Linked DNA regions of Sus scrofa: region 2 is linked to region 1. Evidence: chromatin contacts called from public Hi-C data. All regions are on one chromosome and are shown on one strand. The core of a region is the stretch at or near the end of the contact, and the rest is flanking DNA. Distances in the headings are between cores, read along the strand shown.

Evidence for each region. A called contact is a pair of places that touch in the nucleus more often than the background predicts.
Region 2: a Hi-C map of embryonic fibroblasts shows a contact between it and region 1, with 3 times the contacts expected there. The contact joins two enhancer-like sites. A contact is called at or near these places in 6 of 47 Hi-C or Micro-C datasets (embryonic fibroblasts, heart right ventricle, omental adipose tissue and 2 more).

What each region holds. Positions count from the first base shown.
Region 1 is chr1:166,146,685-166,149,944 of Sscrofa11.1, forward strand. No RefSeq gene overlaps it. Among named protein-coding and RNA genes, the nearest start is that of FEM1B, 13 kb to the right of the region's middle. Within about 2 kb of position 1,482, at least 42 of the 83 cell types and tissues checked have an H3K27ac peak or open chromatin away from gene starts, as enhancers often do. A contact at or near this core is called in embryonic fibroblasts and omental adipose tissue, where this site is marked.
Region 2 is chr1:166,796,305-166,799,564 of Sscrofa11.1, forward strand. No RefSeq gene overlaps it. Among named protein-coding and RNA genes, the nearest start is that of SPESP1, 20 kb to the right of the region's middle. Within about 2 kb of position 1,772, at least 8 of the 83 cell types and tissues checked have an H3K27ac peak or open chromatin away from gene starts, as enhancers often do. A contact at or near this core is called in embryonic fibroblasts and omental adipose tissue, where this site is marked.

The DNA of each region.
Region 1 (3,260 bases), core at 232-2,731:
GTTTTTTTTTTTCCCTTTCTTTTTGCCTATGTAACCATCTTTGCAAACTTAAAAGTATATCTGCTTAAATGCTGATTTTTATTTCTCAGAACTTTTCAATTATTTTCCAAGGTGTTCATTCCTAAAATAACAACATGGAACATGCGGTTGGTTATTTGGCTTCTTTCTTGGCAATGGACACATCTAAATTCTCCTTCTAATGTGTATTGACTACTGGCTGTTTTTGCTGTTTGTTAGTGTTTTTTTGGCTATGCCCAAGGCATGTGGAAGTTCCTGGGCCAGGGATCGAATCTGTGCCACAGCAGCGACCCAAGCCACTGCAGTGACAATGCCAGATGATTAGGGACTGTTTTGTACCATTAGCATTATAACCACTGTATAATGAATTCTGGCTGGCACTGTTACATACAGGAATATTTTAAATTTGGTAGCAATGATAAAATAGCAATACCATAGTCACAATCATCATTACAATCACTCACAGGAATTCTGGTGCCAAATTTCACCAGTCACAGGAAGGGACTGACAAACATTGGTAGGTATTTCTGTTTCAGCAGCATATGTTATGTCACCAAGTGGCAATAGCACAAACCTTTCTCCAGCCACCCACTTCCATTTTCATGCTCTAGACCTGCCCTGTCCACTCCATCAGCCATTAGCCACATGCAGCAACTGAGTACTTGGAACTAGATATTTCCTAAACTATACACCAGATTTTGAGGACTTAGTATGAAGAGAAAAAGTAAAATGTCTCGGTAATTTTAATATTGATTGCATGTTGAGATGATAACATTTTGGATGTGTTAGGGTAAATAAAATATATTAAAATTAATCTCAGCTGGTTCTTCCTACCTTTTTAATTGGCTACTAGCACATTTAAAATTACATACGTGGATCGCATGTGTGTCTCACATTTTATTTCTATTGGACAGTGCAGCTCTAGAGGTTATCAACACTTGTGATCCTCACCTACCAAAGTCGGCTTCATTGGTGTGTGGCTGATGCAGTCAACACAGGGAGCCCCCATCTTCACAAGTGCTTCGCCTTTGATTTAATTCTCTGCTGTAACTGCCCTGAAATCCTTAATTGCTATTTTTGAATTTGCGTTTTAGAAGGAAAGCTCCCAGAACAATGGAATATGCGCTGGGGGGGCTGAAAGCCTTGGTTCATGCGTCTTCACGCCTTCAGTCAACTCCCGGTGTCCCTGCTCCTGCCCCGCGACTGCTGCCACCTTTGGTCTGCGTCACGGTTTTGGGCGCGGTTGTGGGAAAGGTCAGGGGTGTGATGGTGGCTATCCCGTCTCCGGGCTGACTGTGCAGGGTCTCTCGCCCACCTTGACCCAGGGGCGAGAGCGCCACCAACGCCGAGGTCGCAGAACCCTTGGGAGTCGCCTGTCTGCCCTGGTTTGGGGGGGTGGGATCTGGGGAAGGAGAGACACCTGGCCTGACGTCGCTAGACTCCTCCCACCAGGGCGCGGCGCTGTGGTCAGCTGCAGACGGGGACCGGACCCTGCAGCCCGAAGGGCTGAGCTCACTCGCAGCCTCGGGAAGGGATGCGCGCCAACGCGCAGCGGAAAGACGCTTGGCTAAAGCGCCTGAGAGCATCGGGAGCGCGCCCTAGTCTGGCTCCAACCTTGAGGGAGAATTGCGAGGACCGTTTCCTCCTTCCAGTCTTCTGTTTGTTTCTTCTGGACAGCTCAAGGCACCCCCTGGGGACAAAACGTAACTCACAAATTGTGTAATTTCTGTAATTGATTCCACGGGAGTCACTATGACGATTGAAATACTGTGATATTTGCATTTAGAACTGCCCTTGCACAATAGAAAGATGAATGGTAAAATTCACACTAATAATTACAACTTAAAATTGTAATTCACTTTACATTTTTAAATGATTAAAAAATTGAAGTTAAATTGTGGCAAAATAGACAAGGTAAAATTTACCATCTTAATTAACCATTTTAATTGTATAGCTCAGGAGTGTCAGGTATTTACATTGCTATGCAGCCAATCTCCAGAACTTTTCCATCTTGCAAAACTAAAGCTCTACCTGTCAAACATCAACTCTCCATTTCTTACCCTGGCAACCACCATTCTACTCTCTGTTTCTATGACTTTGACTGAAATCATGGAGCCTTTGTCTTTTTACAACTGGCTATTTCACTTAGCATAATGTCTTCAAGTTTCATCTATGTTGTAGTGTGTGTCAGAATGTCCTTCCTTGTTAAGATCGAATAATATTCCACTGTATGCATATTTTATTTATCCATTCATCCTTCAATGGGCATATGGATTGCTTCCACTTTTTGGCTACTGTGAATAATACTGCTATTAAACTATGTATAAATATCTTTCCATTTTTTTGCTAAAATAAGACTGCAATGGATACCTTTGTACACATAGCACTTTGCATACCTGTAAATGTATCTGTAGGGTAAATTCCTGAAAGTAAAATTGTCGGGTCAAAGGAAACGTGTAAATATTGCCAAATTGCTGTCCATAGATGTTGAACCATTTTACACAGCCTCACAAACACTGTATGTTTTCAGACTTTTGATCTTTGACAATATGATAGATTAAAAGTGGTATTTACATCAATAAGAATGAGCAGAAAAATGTGAAGTCTGTTTAAATCCATAGGTTTGTAATAATACAGTAAGCACCTGCCAAATCTTCAGTGTTAACTTTTGGAAGATGCTGGGAAAACAATTCATTATTTTGAAACAAAGGAAAACAGAAAGAATCAAGTACGACCTGGCTTTTCTACATGGCTTAAGCCATATGTCAGATAGCTAAATAGTCAATGAGAGGAAGTTTCTCTTTATAAAAGTATTTTCATTATTACATAAAGAAATAATGCAAATACTAAGGAAATGATGGATGTAGGCTATGATCATCAATGGTTACAGAGAGAGACCAAGGCAGAGAAAGAGATGACCAGACATCCATTCTATACCTTCCTTAAAATAGGAGACCACTGTGCTACCTCTCAACTACTCTTGCCTAAACATTCGCACTTGAATCTGATCATCATCAGGTCTAATGGCCAACAAGTTACAGAAAATACAGCATAAGAAGAACATGCTAAATAACACACAAAAGGGGGTACAATCAGCAAAATTCAGACCGTACTAAATGCTAGAGGACAATTACTATTTCTTCAGTAAATAAGAAAAAGGAAAGAGAGGGAATTTCTAAATTAAATTCAAGGTACATAGCAACCGAATGGATCTATATGGGCCTTATACAGATCCTGATTCA
Region 2 (3,260 bases), core at 522-3,021, 650 kb after region 1:
AATCCAATACATTTAGTACTGCTTTTAGAAGCGTCTTGGCTTCACCCATCTTGATGATGGTTCTTCCATGTGGTGTAGAATGTTGAAAGAAGACTTCTCTGGGTGGCATTCTCATTGTACCAAATTTTAATCAACCACTTTGCAAGTTGAAGTATTCAAAAAGCATGTATGACCAACCCCATGCTCAACATTAAAAATAGTGTTTTTTTAACAACATACATTAGGAAAAACACTCCCATATTTTACCAATAGAACTTACTTTGTGGTTTCTTTCTAAGATACTTTTAATATGATTTTGATTATTTTATATTTATCAAAAAGAAACAGAGTTACATCCCCCGTGTAAAGAAGTGGTTTACTCCCTGGTACTTGGCATTCCTAAGAATGAGACAGCCAAAGATGCGGTGCCTCTTGAAGTGATACACAATGCAGTGCACAGCAGCACATAGGCAGTGCCCTTGACTAAACAGGAAAAAATCTGAACCTGGATCTGATTAACCAGTGGATCTACATTAAACAACATCACAAGGATACAATCATGTTAAATAAAGAATACCACCACTTTTCAGATTATGTATGATGGAACTAGTTCTAGAAAATTAAAATTTTACACACTCACCATCATGAATATCTTGCTGTGTCTTGACCAGAATTGCTTATAATCATTAATTTAAAATAATGTACACTACTTGAATTAGGCAAAATAGCATTGGTTATTATATTAAATTGCAGACAGTTGAGGCAAAATGTATTTTTGCCTGTCAATTAGCTATTCCTTCTTTTTAGAGTTATGTGTTTATATTTTTTGCCTATTGATCTGTTTGATATGAGGCCTTTATTTGGTTAGGATATTTACCACTTACCATATTTGTTGCAATCTTTTTCCAGCTTCTACTTGGTCTTTTGCTTTTGTTTATAGTCTCATAGAAAGTTTAAACATTTTAATGTTGTTAAACATGCTGCTACTTTCCATCATTGCTCTTAAAATTATTAAATTATTAAAGTTATTCCTCATTTAGAAGGGATATTCTGCTTGATGAATAGAACCCGATATATGCAACTCTATTTTTTCATTGATGGCTTGATGCTTAGGTATTTAACTCCTTGATCTAACTACACATTTTTTGGCATAAGGTATGAAAAGAGGATCTAGTGTATTTTTCCCCCAAATAAAAAAACCTGTGACTTGAATACTATATTGAATAATTCCTATTTTCATGTAATTATTAGTAAGTGAAGTTATAATGTCATCAAGACCTCATGTTCCTACCTTATTGCTGATCTAGAGAGAACAGTTTTGCCAGGACTTGAATTGCTTCAGTCTGGATCTGTTTTGCTCTATTTTGTTATTTCTTTGAGGTAAAAATGGAGGCTAGCTTTTTCCTCCCTTATATTTTGGAAAAACAAACAAGGGATTGGCTCACTTCTACTTTCTATTCATGAATATTTTGCCCATTTCACATTTTGTAAGTTAATATCATTTAATTTTCCCTGGTAGCAATACATTTTGATTTCTGTTTGCATGCACTATTCTAAAAATAGGAGAGTCAGTTTCTTAAATTGCTAAAGGAGAAATCCTGACTGATTCTGGTTTTAAAATACACTCCTAAAGGGAAGTTCAAAAATTAAAAAAAAAAAAGTCAACTCACAAACAGAGAAAATAAATAACAGCCAATGTGTCTACTGAACTAATGGACCATATGAAGTAAAGAGAATGTGAATTCTGTCATGGGAGGAGGGGAAAGGAGGGCTGCCTGCCCAAGGACAGCGCCAGAATAGGCTGCCCAGACATTCCAGAGACGCTGCGAAATCCAGGGACAGCCCAGCAGGGCTGCATTCTGGTATGCTGCTGGAATATGTCTTTTAATATATTTAAAACCCCGTGGCGAAAACATTGTCTGCCTCAGGGTACACCACTGGGTTTAAATATACTAAATGATGCCAAAGCAAGAACATACGCCAAGTTTCTCTGAGCTTTCCACAGCCTTTCCTGCATGTCAGAATTGAGCACAGGTGCTAGGATTGAGTTGAAAAATAATCCAGTGAAGATGGCAGAGTTGTGTTATCCATTCAATTATTAATACGTTATTAAAATATTTCACTTTTCACACATCTGACATTTTGAGTTCATTCTTTTACAAATTAGTAAACAAACAAGCCAAATTGTTCAGGCTCAGTTATACAGCCTCTTCAAAGGTTAAGAGCAGAAAATGTTCGGAACTGTTTGTGGAGGGCCCATGCTAGCTAGACTGGAATGTCTAAATTAAATTAAAGCTAAAGTTAAACATGCACCTTGGTTCACCATGCTTTCATAATAAATATCAAGTGTTTGTGTTGACATTGTATTTTTATGTTCCCTCCCCATGTGGGAGGAAAAACCCATAAATGCCTGTCCTTGGAAGCAGAGAGTGGTAACATGTACTTCATAGTATTGGTATGACTCATCACTTAAGGGTTGAGTTAGACTGGGAAGAAAATGGAAAGGTTTGAAACAACCTATGCCTTCATTGGTATATAAAATATCTCCACCTGATACTGTCATTAACAGCATAATGGAACACTCTGTGACAATGCTGAGGGTCTATTTACGATGGGATGGAATTGACCACGCAGACACGCAATACAATACATCTTCAAGTGTCTGCTATGGGTCTCTCCCAAACACTGCAGTTAACTCTTAGAGCCCTGTGTGGGTCTCATCTTACCCTTGAGCCTATAGGGATGGGGTACTAAACCCCGAATTGTCCTGATTCTGCTCTAGCTTCTAACAAGCTCTTCTATGTGCTCACTGAAGACCATTCCAGAGGGGCCTCCAGTTTATAGGGATGCTGTCTAGAAGGTCTCACAGGCATTAATTTACATTTGGAAAAAAAGAAAACATTTGGGAGAATCATGGCTACTTTTGTGCAAAATAAAATTTTGCACACGAAAGACATTTTTCCTTTTAAACAATAGCTTCTTTTGCAGCTGAACTTCTAGACCTCAATTTTTTTAGACCTTGAATTATACTTTAAAAGTATACAGGAACAGATGGTGAAAGATGATTGCAAGGTTGTGGAAAGTACTGACATCAGAGTCAGAAGTTTCTGTGCATTTAGTTTCTAACTGTGTGATCTTTGGCAGACCACTTGACCTATAAACAAAAGACAAACATAACAGAAGAAAAAGTTAACATTAAAGCAGATACATGCAAATACTAATGTAACATCATTTATTCTCTAATCTCTACAAGATTATTTTCTGTAATAATAATTTTATTG